Regions from separate parts of the Mus musculus genome. Here all the other regions are linked to region 1. The links are chromatin contacts, called in public HiChIP or PLAC-seq maps. All regions are on one chromosome and are shown on one strand. The core of a region is the stretch at or near the end of the contact, and the rest is flanking DNA. Distances in the headings are between cores, read along the strand shown. Region 1 holds the start of Six3 (sine oculis-related homeobox 3). Region 2 overlaps Lrpprc (leucine-rich PPR-motif containing). Region 3 overlaps Lrpprc (leucine-rich PPR-motif containing). Region 4 has its middle 66 kb from the start of 1110020A21Rik.

Evidence for each region. HiChIP or PLAC-seq counts read pairs in DNA pulled down with a chosen protein or histone mark.
Region 2: an H3K4me3 HiChIP or PLAC-seq map of embryonic basal ganglia shows a contact between it and region 1, with 5 times the contacts expected there. The contact joins the enhancer-like site here to the promoter of Six3 in region 1. A contact is called at or near these places in 16 of 39 promoter capture datasets (the 3T3-L1 cell line, 3T3-L1-derived adipocytes, the HPC-7 cell line and 9 more), 4 of 15 datasets of contacts at CTCF or cohesin (embryonic stem cells, large pre-B cells, pro-B cells and 1 more), 28 of 484 Hi-C or Micro-C datasets (CD4 T cells, CD8 T cells, the N1E-115 cell line and 12 more), 13 of 115 datasets of contacts at active chromatin or transcription factors (astrocytes, craniofacial prominence, embryonic basal ganglia and 6 more) and 1 of 9 other capture datasets (adipose tissue).
Region 3: an H3K4me3 HiChIP or PLAC-seq map of embryonic basal ganglia shows a contact between it and region 1, with 7 times the contacts expected there. The contact joins the enhancer-like site here to the promoter of Six3 in region 1. A contact is called at or near these places in 10 of 39 promoter capture datasets (3T3-L1-derived adipocytes, the HPC-7 cell line, HPC-7-derived erythroid cells and 5 more), 2 of 15 datasets of contacts at CTCF or cohesin (pro-B cells and stem cell-derived epiblast-like cells), 20 of 484 Hi-C or Micro-C datasets (CD4 T cells, CD8 T cells, the N1E-115 cell line and 11 more), 12 of 115 datasets of contacts at active chromatin or transcription factors (astrocytes, craniofacial prominence, embryonic basal ganglia and 8 more) and 2 of 9 other capture datasets (adipose tissue and embryonic stem cells).
Region 4: a contact with region 1 is called in an H3K4me3 HiChIP or PLAC-seq map of forebrain, with 5 times the contacts expected there. The contact joins the enhancer-like site here to the promoter of Six3 in region 1. A contact is called at or near these places in 14 of 39 promoter capture datasets (the 3T3-L1 cell line, 3T3-L1-derived adipocytes, embryonic stem cells and 8 more), 7 of 484 Hi-C or Micro-C datasets (the C2C12 cell line, embryonic fibroblasts, frontal cortex and 4 more), 9 of 115 datasets of contacts at active chromatin or transcription factors (craniofacial prominence, embryonic basal ganglia, embryonic forebrain and 5 more) and 2 of 9 other capture datasets (adipose tissue and liver).

Annotation. Positions count from the first base shown.
Region 1 is chr17:85,619,108-85,622,387 of GRCm38.p6, reverse strand. It overlaps Six3 (sine oculis-related homeobox 3), which reads right to left and starts at 1,554. Exons shown (of 2, transcript NM_011381.4): 1 at 340-1,554. The coding sequence starts at 1,148.
Region 2 is chr17:84,708,200-84,711,479 of GRCm38.p6, reverse strand. It overlaps Lrpprc (leucine-rich PPR-motif containing), which reads left to right. Exons shown (of 38, transcript NM_028233.2): 33 at 806-945; 34 at 1,074-1,189. Among named protein-coding and RNA genes, the nearest start is that of Abcg8, 27 kb to the right of the region's middle. Within about 2 kb of position 1,814, at least 35 of the 459 cell types and tissues checked have an H3K27ac peak or open chromatin away from gene starts, as enhancers often do. A contact at or near this core is called in cortical neurons, embryonic basal ganglia, forebrain and 1 more, where this site is marked.
Region 3 is chr17:84,748,010-84,751,289 of GRCm38.p6, reverse strand. It overlaps Lrpprc (leucine-rich PPR-motif containing), which reads left to right. Exons shown (of 38, transcript NM_028233.2): 21 at 1-66; 22 at 697-782; 23 at 2,122-2,329. Among named protein-coding and RNA genes, the nearest start is that of Lrpprc, 41 kb to the left of the region's middle. Within about 2 kb of position 1,814, at least 44 of the 459 cell types and tissues checked have an H3K27ac peak or open chromatin away from gene starts, as enhancers often do. A contact at or near this core is called in the N1E-115 cell line, embryonic basal ganglia, embryonic brain and 1 more, where this site is marked.
Region 4 is chr17:84,889,559-84,892,838 of GRCm38.p6, reverse strand. No RefSeq gene overlaps it. Among named protein-coding and RNA genes, the nearest start is that of 1110020A21Rik, 66 kb to the left of the region's middle. Within about 2 kb of position 1,703, at least 11 of the 459 cell types and tissues checked have an H3K27ac peak or open chromatin away from gene starts, as enhancers often do. A contact at or near this core is called in forebrain, where this site is marked.

The DNA.
Region 1 (3,280 bases), core at 305-2,804:
CCTTCCAGTCTTCTAGCTGGTGCCAGGGCTGAAGAGACCCGCGAGGGGTTTAAGGCCCCTAGGGACAGGCACGGAGGGTTGAGGACACCAGGGGCATGCTCACACAGCGCTGGCTCTGATAAAAAAAGCCCTTCTTGAGCAAAGCAGTATATAAACCCACAGCCAGTTGTTCCCTGTTCCAGGGCAACCAGAAACTTTTCTCTAACTGTCCAGAGAGCACCGGTATCTCCAGAACTGGATCAGCCGCCTCTACCATTCCCCGACAGCCTGAGTTTCCACCCGTTTCCATTTTTCTAGCCCGGAGCCTGTGGTGGCCTGGCCGCGGTCCCCGCCACTGACCTGTTCTTGGCCGCCGCTGCGCGGTCGCGCTGTCGCCGGTTCTTAAACCAGTTGCCTACTTGTGTGGGGGTGAGGCCGGTGGCCTGCGCCAGTTCGCGTTTCTTGCTGGGGTTGGGGTAGGGATCCTGCAGGTACCACTCCCGCAGCAGGCTCCGAGTCCGCTCCTTGAAGCAATGGGTCTTCTGCTCGCCATCCCAGATGGTGCGCGGCAGAGGGAACTTCTTGCGCACGCGGTACTTGTCCACCGGGCCGAGCGGGCGGCCGCGCAGCTTCTCGGCCTCCTGGTAGTGCGCCTCGAGCCACATGGCTTGCAGCTTGCCGTGAGACTCCTTAGTGAACTTGTGGTTCTCCAGGATGTGGTACAGGTCGCGGAAGTTGCCGGTGTGGAAGGCGACGACAGCGCGCGCGCGCAGGATCGACTCGTGTTTGTTGATGGCCTCGCACGCCCCGGGGGCCACGGGCAGCGACCAGAGGAAGCGGCCCAGCCGCTCGATGTCGCCCGTCTCCTCCAGCGTCTCGCAGACGCTGGCCACCTGCTCCGGCGAGAAGTTGAGGGTGGGCAACTGGAACATGGACAACTCTTCCGGGGGGGCCCTGGAGCCGCCGCCGCCGCTGCCGCCGCCTGCTCCGCCAGCACCGCCGCCTCCCGCACGGTTCCCGCCGCCGCCTCCTCCCGCGCCGCCGCCGCCGCCGCTCGCACCGCTCCCGCCGCCGCTACTCGCCAGAAGTAGGGAGCAGTGGTGAGAATCGGCGAAGTTTGGCAACAAGAAGTGGGAGGAATAGAGATCTAGGGGGGAGCGGAATACCATGGACTGACCTGAGAGGAGAGGAAAAAATTCAGGGAGAGGAAGAGAGAGGGGAGGAAGAGGAGGAGAGGGGCGATGAGGACCAGGAGGAGGGAGAGGAGAGGGGGGAGGAGGAGATGGAAAGGAGGGGGGAGCAGAAGGAGAAGGAGGGGGAGGAGGAAGGACGTAAGGGACACCCACACCCCACACACATCCACATACACACACACCCGCGCAGCCACATAGAGAGGGAGGAAGGAGAGCGGCCCGGTGCGCGCGCGCAGAGAGAGAGAGAGAGAGAGAGAGAGAGAGAGAGAGAGAGAGAGAGAGAGAGAGAGAGAGCGCGAGCCCGAGGCAGAGAGAGGGAGAGGGAGAGAGGAGAGCGAGAGCCAACCACGGCCGAGTCAAGATTCAGCGATTCCACAGCAATCGCCCTAATGACAACAGCCTCATAATATCTCCCCTAAATCCACAGTGAGTGCAGCATTGAAACATTTTGTTTCGCTTTTCTATTGGTCTGTGGCGTGTCGTTGTGGCGTTGCCACGGCAACCACTGCCAATCACTGTCAGCCCTGCCAATCAATACTGAGAACGTAAGGACGGTTTTACCACTTAGCCGGAGGGGGGGGGGGTGAGGGAGAAGAGGGCGAAACAGAATTAAAAAAAATCTTTGCAACTCTTAATATCCTCTCTCTCTCTCTCTCTCTCTCTCTCTCTCTCTCTCTCTCTCTCTTTCTCTCTCCTCTTCCTCCTCCTCTTGCTCAAAGAAGTTTTGATCAAAAATTCGAAAAGGAATAGGAGTAGAGTAGTTGAATGCAGCGAGCTATTCGTTACACGGAGTGTTTGGGGTTAGGAAGAGACTCCAGCCTCAGGAGCACCAGGCAGCCTTAGATGAGGCTGGGGATCAGGTGACCTGGCAAGGTTTGCACATGGTATCTCAGCCACCTCCTTCTGTCTATGTGACCACTGGTCAGGAAGAAAGAGGAGAGATGACGAGGCTCACTGCATAGTCACCGTAGCAAGCTGCTGGGGGAGCCTAGATCTGGGAGACAGAATATGGTACATAGGGAGTTGAAGCCAGGGCTAAGATTAACAAGCAGGAGGCTATGAGGCTTTCCTGGCCAGTCAGTGCCCTTGGACTACATTTCCCAACTCTTTCCACACCATTGCACAGTTCTGCTCCCAGCCAAGCATTGGTGAAGTTTTCCATCACTATGCATTTTATAACAGTGGAGACATTACACTTTCTCTGTCTTCAAAATCAACTCCACTCTTTGTTCCCCCACCCCCCAGACTTCAGCTGTCTCCCACAGTGGTAGACTAGCAACAGGAGGCCAGAAACCTAGGGACTCTGGACCTAGGGGAGGATGCCCACTTTTCCTACCATGGGTACAACCCCTGTCATGCCCAACATCCCCCAAAAGATACAGAAACTTTAGAGGCCACCCTGAGTAAGCGCCCAAGGCCTGAAAGCTCATAATGTAAATAACTACAATACATAATTAAAGCCAAAATTCTCCATACATAAAGCAATATCATAACCCTGAAACAGACTCCCCTTGTCCAAAGAACTCAGAGTGTCTTTCCTGCCTGCGGCTACCACAGCCTCTGGGCCAGGCCCGGGCATTTATTTATTCTTAGGTATGTTGCTTGTGAGAAGTTGTAATCTGCATCTTGAGGCCGGCCTCCCTTTGTGAGGCTTCTGTAACTATGGAAGTGTGATTTACGCAGATTTGTCCGGGTCAGAGACATCTTTCCCTACGCACTGTGTATATTTAGACAGGATTCGGACTGGTGTTAAAAAGTGTATATGTTGAATGGATTCACACACAGTAGCTAACAATGCCCACATTGTCGGCCCATGTACAACGCGTATTGAAACGCAGCGCCCAGACTTCAACTAATCTGCCCTCAATAAAGCTGAAATAATTATCCTAAGCTGCCTTTCCAGAAGAAAAATCATTGAGGAATTCAAAACTTTTTTTAAAAAGATCTTTTCTACATTCCGATGCAGATCTGGGGGCGCGGCGCCGGGTACACACCACTCAGGAGAGCTCAATGAGGGAGAAGTGGAAAAAAAGAAGTTGTGGGAGAATTTAAACGTGAACCCAACTGGAGGCTGGAGCCAAAATGGTCGCAGGCCCTAAATCTCAAGC
Region 2 (3,280 bases), core at 565-3,064, 910 kb after region 1:
GAAAATGTTTTTATTCACTTAATAACTCTTCTACCTAAGTCCATAAGACGCTTGTTTTTAATTAGAATTCTTTTTTTTTTAAGATTTATTTACTATTATACATAAGTACACTGTAGCTGTCTTCAGATGCACCAGAAGAGGGCGTCAGATCTCATTACAGGTGGTTGTGAGCCACCATGTGGTTGCTGGGATTTGAACTCAGGACCTTCAGAAGAGCAGTCAGTGCTCTTAACCGCTGAACCATCTCTCCAGCCCAGAATTCTTACTCTTAATATACTAATTTCAACATGAAGTTGATTTATGTCAGCACGTTATAACTGCACAGATCAGTCATAGATTGTCTCATCACAAGACAGTGAGAAGGATATTGTTTCCTACTTTGTTCAGGAAGGCCACAGAATTTCTTTTCTCCCCCCCCCCCCCCAAAAAAGTGCCCTTTTCTGAGGATTCTAGTATTGAGTATTTTCCAAATATATGGTGCCCGATGAAAAGAAGTCTCTGTTAGCCATGAAAGTACAACTTTTGGTGTATGATCTTTTTATTTTTTTTCATCTCCAAATGTCATATGTTGTCTTTGCTTCATATTCTAATGCCCTCTGTGATCTATAAAGCCAAAATTATAGCATTTTATATCTATATAACTAGGTTATGTTACATGATAGGCTTTGAAAATTATTAGTTATTAATCTGCTTATAAATATAGTCCCTTTTTTCTGAAGTATTTGCATGAGTATCCACATGAGTTAAAACGGACTGCAATTTTATACAAGTAAATACTTTATTGTGATTTTGTTTTCATTTACAGTAATAAACTTGATGCTGCCATAGAAAACATTGAGCACCTGCTTGCTTCCGAGAACCAAGCCATAGAACCTCAGTACTTTGGCTTGTCGTATCTATTCAGAAAAGTGATCGAAGAGCAGATGGAACCAGCGCTAGAGAAGTGTGAGTTGCCTTGCTGTTAAAAGAGCGTAGAAGCTCATCTTTGTCTTGGGTGAAATTGGCCCAGACTTCTTTGGCCCGTGAGCCATTCCCGTTTAGTGAACGCTTTTCCTTACCTGTGTTTCTTGCAGTAAGCATCATGTCTGAGAGAATGGCGAATCAGTTTGCACTTTACAAGCCCGTCACTGATCTATTCCTGCAGCTTGTGGATTCAGGCAAGGTGGATGAGGCCAGAGCTCTCTTAGAGGTAATGACTCCTCATCGGGACTCGGAGCTCATGAGAATTGAACTGGGAGAGGACTAGACCGGAGTGCACGGGATGGATGAAACTCCTGCTAGAACCCTGAAGTTCAGTGTCAATCCAGATTGCATGACGACCCTGTGGGCTGTCTATTGCCAGTTTTAAAGATGTCAGGTCGAACTGGAAATCCTAGTAATTAAGACAGGCGTCGAGTAGGAAACTGAGACAAGTGGTTCTGCAAAGATGGCTAATGCAAAGCATCAAATCCTTTGGTTTCCTAATTTCTTTAATGCTCTAAATACTGTGCATCACCATGGCAACACAGTTTGCAAACAAGAAGTAGGAAATGTTTGCTTTTCACGTACAGCTTCTCACTTGAATACTCAAACATTCTCAGTGCCTTATTCAAGGTTTATTAAGAGTTGAATTTGCTTTCTATTCACTAATGTGTCACAGACACATTAAATGACAAATGTGGCTCTCTCTGTGGCCCGCACTCAGTTAAATCAGCAATCTGGAGGAGAGGAGACGACTGCTTTCATGCCATTTTAACAGCTCTAAATAGAAAGCTGTGCCAAGCGCGCTGGAGCGGTGGGTGATCCGCCGCCGCTGGCAATGTACACAAACAGGCACCGCCGGGGGCCCCTTCCCAGCAGGTGGCAGTCAAACAGTCACGGTGATCCCGCCAGCGGCTGTGTTTGTGTAGACTCCCTGTGTCAAATTGAGGCCTGGGACCAATTTCTGATTGTAAATACTGTTATGTTCACTTCCGCTCCTACCAGCTGGGAGGAGTCAGTGAAGATGTGGACGGCACGCTCTAGCCACTGGCTTGAGCTCCAGGTTTGATCCAAGTGTGTCTAGCTTGACAGCACAAGCCACGCCACTTACAGAGGCGTGTCTGAACATTTTCCTCTGCTTTAACAGATTGCTTCTGTTTGGTTTGGTTTGTTTACTTCCTTTGTAGGAAATTGGACAGATAGTTTTCTGGGAATCTTCATTGTTCTCTCAGGCAGCCTTTTATGCTTTATCTCCCTGGGTTTGGTGCTAACAGGTTACCCTGGGCTGTAAGCAGATACCTAGTCACACTGGTGAAGGTGTTCTTTCACCTTGAACACACTCTTCTAATTGTTCTCTAGAGGAGGACCTTGCTGGCTCTACCAGCTCATTGTGAGCCACCATTTTCATGCCTTCCAGAGAAGTAGAATTGCCAGCAGCCATGCTCAGAGCTGTCTCCAGCAGCCGTACCACACCTTGGAGCTCTTGGTGGTGGCTGAGTGCAGACCTGACAGCAGCCGCATCTCTGCCTGCCACACAATGAAGAGCTGAGCTTCTCTAGTGAGGAGCGCTTGGCTCCCGGGTGTTTATGACGCCAATGTTGTGTGTGTCCCAGCCGTTTTTTTGTGCTGTTCATCTTAGCATTGACAGTGTTGTAAAGCTTTGAGCAAGCACTGTGCTGTCAGAAACGTGGAGGATGACATCTGCGATGATGTAAACTAAAATATTGTCTTGCCAGATTTCATTTGACTAAAGCATGTAGGACTGGATAGACACTTGATTTATCTGGTCTGTCATAGAAACTTTGTTAGTATAACTTTTGTCTCTTTCTCGAGCACTGGCTGTCTGTTGCAGTGAAAGCCTTTTATAACTGCAGAGATTGAAATCAGTCCTTTTGTATGCATAAGTGTAGGTAATTATACTTTAAAGAGAACTTGCTTTGTACATTTTAATTTTTATAAAGAAACGAGCAGTTATCTCCCTGACACCTTATTAAATGTATAATTAACCTTATGATCCCTAGCTCACTTGTGAATGCTTGGCAGAGTAATTGGCGAGGAGTGGTGGTCCTTCCTCCCTCTTTCTTTGCAGTCCTGAGCCTTGTTCTGTGCTTGTTGAAGCATTAGTTTAATTTTTCCCTTTTCTCTTTAAACAAACTTCATCCCTGATGCAGAGAGCCACACTCACCAGGGTTGACACAGCTCGCCCATCGCCCCCTTTCGTGCCTAAGTAAACCTGGCCAGATGCTGGGCTCCTGGTGGGCATGGTGCGTTGCTGTGTCACCGGGAACTTCCTTAATTGGGAGATTTGCCCTGGCTGGCT
Region 3 (3,280 bases), core at 565-3,064, 870 kb after region 1:
AGCATTAATAAATTTGTGCTGTCGACATGATAATGCAGAAGATGCGTGGAACTTGAAACAAGAAGTGTAAGTGCCTTGCAACTGGAATAAACCAGCAGATGTATAAAGTGCCCTGATGCACTGAATGGATTGAAGATTGCTCTTACATTCTTGTAAAAGTTCTTTTGTTTTCAGTGTTTGTTTAAGTCCCATGCTGGAAGGGCTCCTTGGTTACTGATGTCATACTTCCTGCAGGGCCTTTTCAGTTTAGTAGAACATTCTAGTTCCCAAGCCACGGCATGCGGCAGCGGCTTCCAGTGAGCTGCGGCCCGTCCGTTCCCTTGCCCTGTAGTGCTGCACACAGTCCTGTCTACCTCCAGGCAGCTTGCGTTTCTTTACTACCAGATTCTAACATGGAGATAAGTAAGTGTAGGTATTTGGGTGGTCACAGTGAAGGCTAGAACATGAAAAGACCTGTAAAGACAAAGTGTGTCTTCAGTATCTTCCTGTGCAGCCAGGCAGTGTGTGCTTCTGCAGTCCTCCTTATGCATTCATGACTGTAAATAACTTCGAATTGATACATGGTTTCAGACACGTTATGTGTCAAGGCGGGTATCGCAATGCAGACTGTTTGGTTAGTTTTTGGAAAGTGATCAATTGACTATGACTGTCGTTTTTATAGTTAATTGACTCCCATAACTCTGGCTTATTTTATAGTGACCGCTTAGATGCTTCGGCTATTCTTGACACTGCCAAGTACGTAGCCCTTGTAAAAGTACTGGGAAAGCACAGCAGACTCCAAGGTAAGCCCCAGGACATGGGGGAACTCTGCGATGCCAGTCCTTACCCTGGATTCACACGTGAATTGATATTAATGGCTATCATGCTCTACAAAGTGCTTGAACACTTTGCATACAAATTTGCATGTGAATCCGAGCAGCGACTGCATGGGCAGTGCAGGCCATTAGTTTTAATGGATAGGCAGGCTTGTCATTTACTTTTGCACAGCTCAGTGCCTTTTGCATTTCTGCAGCTAGTTTTTATTAGCATTGCTGTTTGGACTGAGTTTGAAGATCATGACTTATGGCACAGTTTGCTTATGTGCCTGCACTAATGGCTTTGTTTTTGCTTAAAAAGATCTGAAGGCTGAACCTAAAACCTGCAAACACAACCTGATAGATATGGACCTGAACTGCCGAGTTTTGCCTTAACCTTTAGTAACAGTAACAAGATGGATATTTTAGTTGAAAAGCGAATTTGATTACATGGATGATTTACATGCTCTAATTTCCTCGTTGGAAAATTGCTAACCCTAATAATCTAATTAATTGCACTTGCTATGCAGTCTTCCTGTTGCTAGTTCTTGGTCCTCTTAGCCTGGTACCAGAACTTGGTCCTTACATTTCCTCTCTTTTATTTTCAGAAGAGACGGAATGGGAGCTTTTTTTGATTTGAATGTTGACATTTTTCCTAGGAAGTCTTTCTAACACAAATTAGTCTGCTTTTTAAAATTAGTTTTTGTAAAGTGGTCAAAACATTTTGTCTGTATAATAATTGAGAAGAAACATTATAAAAGTGCACTTATTCCATATTCTAAACTGTTTGTTTGTACCTTCCTAATGAAGCTTAATGAATCTAATGTATTAGTATGCAGTCTTTTGGAAAGCTTTCATTGGCTCTGCTTGGCTAATTAGTATCGACATAGCAAACAGGCCGTATCGGTATCAGACCATTAGTCTGGCTGAAGATACAGTGTAAACACATCTTTATTATCTGGCCTCCTGACAAGCCATCTGCCGAAGAAACAATGGTGTGATTTAGCAGATGTTAGCTCTGAACGATAAAAGCATCCATTTAGCAGGATCTTACAGCTACAGGGCAGACCATGCAGGGCTGCGTGGTGCAGAGTGGGCACACGGTCCCTATCTGTAATTTGTAGTCAAAGTTGCAGGGAAATGATAAAACCATGCTATTGTGGATTTATAATTGTAGTCTCGTTTAGAAATGCAAGTAGTAATTAACTCGAAATCGGCATTATACACTAGAATTTACATTCCTGCTGGGCTCGAAATGCTGGTCTAATAGCAGTTTGTTTTCCCTATGTGAAATTACCTAAGGGTCTTTTGTGTTACTTCATTGTAGATGCTATTAACATTCTAAAGGAGATGAAAGAGAAGGATGTTGTTATCAAAGATGCAACAGTCTTGTCCTTTTTCCACATCCTCAATGGTGCAGCTTTAAGAGGTGAAATTGAAACAGTAAAACAGCTGCATGAAGCCATCGTGACTCTTGGGTTGGCAAAGCCGTCCAGCAACATAAGCTTCCCGTTGGTCACTGTGCACCTGGAAAAGTAAGCTCATTGCACTTTGGATTTGGGATGTCTGGGCCTTTGCTCTGCAAATACTCTGGTGATTAGAACCCTTGACTCATTTGTTGATGTAGAAGGAAACCGAGGTAGACTAGGAATCCCTTTAGACACCAGCAGCCCAGCGGCTGTCTTTTACCTGTCAGTGGAGGTCTCTAGTGACTCTTGTTGTTTAAAGAGCGTATAATGGTATTATATGAAATTGTATCTGTGGTCGGGTGTGGTGGTACACACCTATAATCCCAGCACTCTGGAGGTTGAGGCTGGAGGCTGATAGCAAGTTCAGACCCGTCCGAGTTGTGTAGTGAGTTCTAGGCCAGCCTTAGCTACAAAGCAACGCCTTAACTCCAAAAACTAAAAACAAGCCAGACATGGTGGTGCATGCCTTTAATCCTAGCACATGGGAGGTAGGAGGCAGAGGCTGGCACATTTCCGAGTCCTGGGCCAGCCAGGGCTATAGTGTGAGAACTCTAAAGAAATGAATACATAAATACAAAGTTTCCTCTAACCTTTGAGTCTGATAAGTGCTGGTTATTAATGACTATAATAAACTAAGATCCTCTGGAAGGCTTTCTCCTTATACCGTGTGGTTGTTATCCAGGGAATAAACAGAGACCTCTCCTGGCATTCCTCCTCTGTTTGCTCGGTAACCACACGTACCAGGATACGAGTCCATCTCTGAGAAGTGTTTCTCTTTATGGGAAATGAATTTTGTTGAAAAGGCAAGATTTTCTGAGATTGGAATTTTTTTCCTTTGCAAATGCCCTTGTTGGTTGGTGCCCAGTTTAAGGCGTTACTTGCAGAGCAAGTCAGTGTTTCTTCTAACAAGGAGAAAGAGCTATAAGGTTGGCCAAGCACCCTTCCTTTCCTTCCTTTCCTTCTAGATTTGTTTGAATTTCCTACTCCTTGCCTGTGTGTCATTTATTCCCTGGCTGA
Region 4 (3,280 bases), core at 454-2,953, 730 kb after region 1:
ACTAATTTTCTAATAGTCCCCAGAGAGGCTACCTCACTAGTTAGCTTGTACATTTGTAATCAGGTGTCACTGGATTCAATTGTATTCCAGGACCAAAATAACGAGCATATCGAGGAGGAAGCATTAAGGATCCTCCGCAAGACATGAGACTAAGATTCATCTTTTGATTTATCTACTTTTTTTCTCCTTTGAGGCAGGGTTTCCCTGTGTGTAGCTCTGGCTATCCTGGAACTCACTCTGTAGTCCAGGCTGGCCTCAAACTCAGAGATCCACCTGCCTCTGCCTCCCAAGCACCCCATTAAAGGTGTGAGCCAGCGCTGTCTGGCTTCAATTCACTTATTGTTAGCATTCCTTCAGAAATGCCAAGCGTAAAGCGGTCTTCACAAATATGGGTCTTGGTGGCAGGTAACACCTCTTAAATATAGATACTGTCAACTTTGAATAAGTGTGAGTATAAATGGGAATATACATATGAATATAAATGAAAGCCCATTTCCCCCTTATATAAGTGTGGTGATTTAAATGAGATGTTCCTTCATATTCATATTCTCGGGCACTTGGATTATTGCTCTGGAGTTGAAGACACAGTTAGGGGAAGATTTAGAGATTTAGCCTTGCTGGAGGAAGTCTGTCACTGGGGGTCAGCTTTGAGGCTTCAAACCTCGGACCATGGTCTCTCTTGCTTGTGGTTTGAGATTTGAGTTCTCACCTGCTCTAGTCACCATGCCTGTATGCTGTCATGCTTCCCCTTGTGACAGGGGATGGGCTTTTACACCTCTGCAAACACAAGCCCCAGACGAACCCTTCATGCTACAGGCTGCCTTGGTCAGACCGTTTTATAACAGCCGTAGGAAAAGCGGTTAATAGAACATGGATTCTCGGCCCTGACACTAGCAACATTTAGGTCAGATAATTCTTTGTTGTGGGATTTTGTTGTTGTTGATTGTTTTGTTTTATGAGACGGAGTCATCCTGTGTAGCTCAGGCTAGCCTTGATCTCAAAGCAATCCCCTTGCCTCGGTCTCCTGAGAGTGGGTGTGCCAGGTGTGTGCTACTACCTACTCCTAGCTTAACTTGGGAAGGTGGGTTGTGTGTTGCCAGATGATCAGCAGTCCACGACAGGTGCCAGAACGGCTTGCCAGAACCTTGACTTCTAGTTATGACAACTAAAACTGTCCTCAGATGTGACAAATGTCCCTGGCAGGGCAGGAAGAGAGGATGTACCTCAATGCATCATTTTTCTTGGTGCCCAATGGGTGTTTCAGAATAAATGAATTCTCTCTTGAAAAGGCTGTTTCATACCCAGAGTTCACCATCCTGGCTCATCAAAGACTTAGGGCTAGTCTACATTACTAACTCTTGAGCAAGGAACATCTAAACAGTGATTAAAATGTATTATACTAGTGTGATAGCTAACACATGCTAAGGAGAAGGCGCTCCCTGAGGCATAATCACGCTATGTAAATTCCCTAAGTATTTGAAAATCTGGAATAAAATTGAAAATGAGAATGACATTCTGGCATGCTGGCACTCTGCTTAGCTATTTCCCCAAGGAAGGGCATCTTTCTCCCAACATCTTCATAAGCTCCACCTCCACGGAGCTTGCCTGAGCTTTTAAGAAACTGGGGCTGAATCCGTCAAGGTTTGAGCTGGCAGAGGCACCCCAGCAAGGAGCCCCCTGGCCAGACCGAGGAGGATTGGTTCTAGGACATAAATAGCAGCTACATCATCATCAAAGCTTCCTGCTTAAGAACGGGCTTCATGAGAACTCAGCTCATTGTGTGAAAATTCAGATGACTGAACTATAATTAGCTCGATTAGTCAACGTTTTAATTCATAGGATTCTGGCTTTGATGTATTCCTTTCTCACAGAATCAAAGCTAATAATTCTGGAATCGTAATTGGGGACCGAGTGCCAGTGGAACGTGGGGAGTTCCTCACTTCTTTGCCAAGTCCTGCTTCTGCGACTGTTGCTCCCTGACCATCCCTGCTTGTGAACCTGGCCCCGGCACCTCAAGCATGACCTCAGTCCCTAGCTTCAGAGGACATTTCCTCGGTGTCTTCTCTGAGTCAAGAAGCCCGGCAGTGACATTCTCCATACCTAGACTTCGACACGAAGCTTCACGGGTCTGAACACAGAAGAGGAGCTGAACATGTGGTTTCAGACTTCGCTAATGAGCACAGCGACAGAGATCCTCCCTGTTTCTGGGGTCACACCTAACTGACACAACAAATTTAAGTGATCTTGCTTCCCCTTCTCAAACACAAGCACACGAGGTAATTCTGGTTAATGGGGTAAGAAGGAGGCTGGGTGGTGGTGGCGCACGCCTTTAATCCCAGCACTCGGGAGGCAGATGCAGGTGTATTTCTGAGTTCGAGGCCAGCTTGGTCTACAGAGTGAGTTCCAGGACAGCCAGGGCTACACAGAGAAACCTTGTCTTAACCAAATAAATATAATAATAATAATAATAATAATAATAATAATAAGAAGAAGAAGAAGAAGAAGAAGAAGGAGAAGAAGAAGAAGGAGAAGAAGAAGAATGGGGTAAGGAGTCTGCTGCTGGGAGAGTCTCAAAAGTATCCCTTGCTTAAGAAGGCAGACAAACCAACTGGAGAGACGGCTCAGTGGTTAAGAGCACTGGCTGCTCTTCCAGTGTCTATGTGGCCAACCACAATCATCTGCAACTCTAGTGCCAGGTGATCTGACGCCCTCTTCTGACCTCCACGGACACCAGGCACACACATGATACACATACACAGTTCAAATAAAACACTTATTATACATGTGGAATAGAAGAAATAACCTAAAAGGAAAAGAAAAAAAAACAACAAAGCAAACATGAAGCCAGCCTTCTGCAGTTGGATGTTGTGTTTTCACACGACATTAGAGCTGTGCCAAGCATGAAGTCAGGGCTACCTGGGGATAAAGCACACAGACTGAAGATACAGAATGGGGAGGTGGGAGGCAGGTAGCTCCTGAGACAATGACAATGCATCAGCTAGCCCTGTAGCTGTGGTACCTCCAGATTTTTCACTAAGTAGGCACAGCCACCAGCAGAGATCCTGGACACTCTCTAATGGTAAAGGCCATCTCAGAACGATGTCTTTCTCATTTTGCTAGTTTATTTTTCATTTATTTTTGCGGGTTGTTTTGGCTTTTGTTTTGCTATTGATGTTTTATTTCTTATTGCTTCTGAAAGACAGGATCTCATTATCTAGCCCAGACTGGCCTTGAACTGATGGTCCGCCAGCCTCAGACCCCCGTATGCTGAAACTGGAGG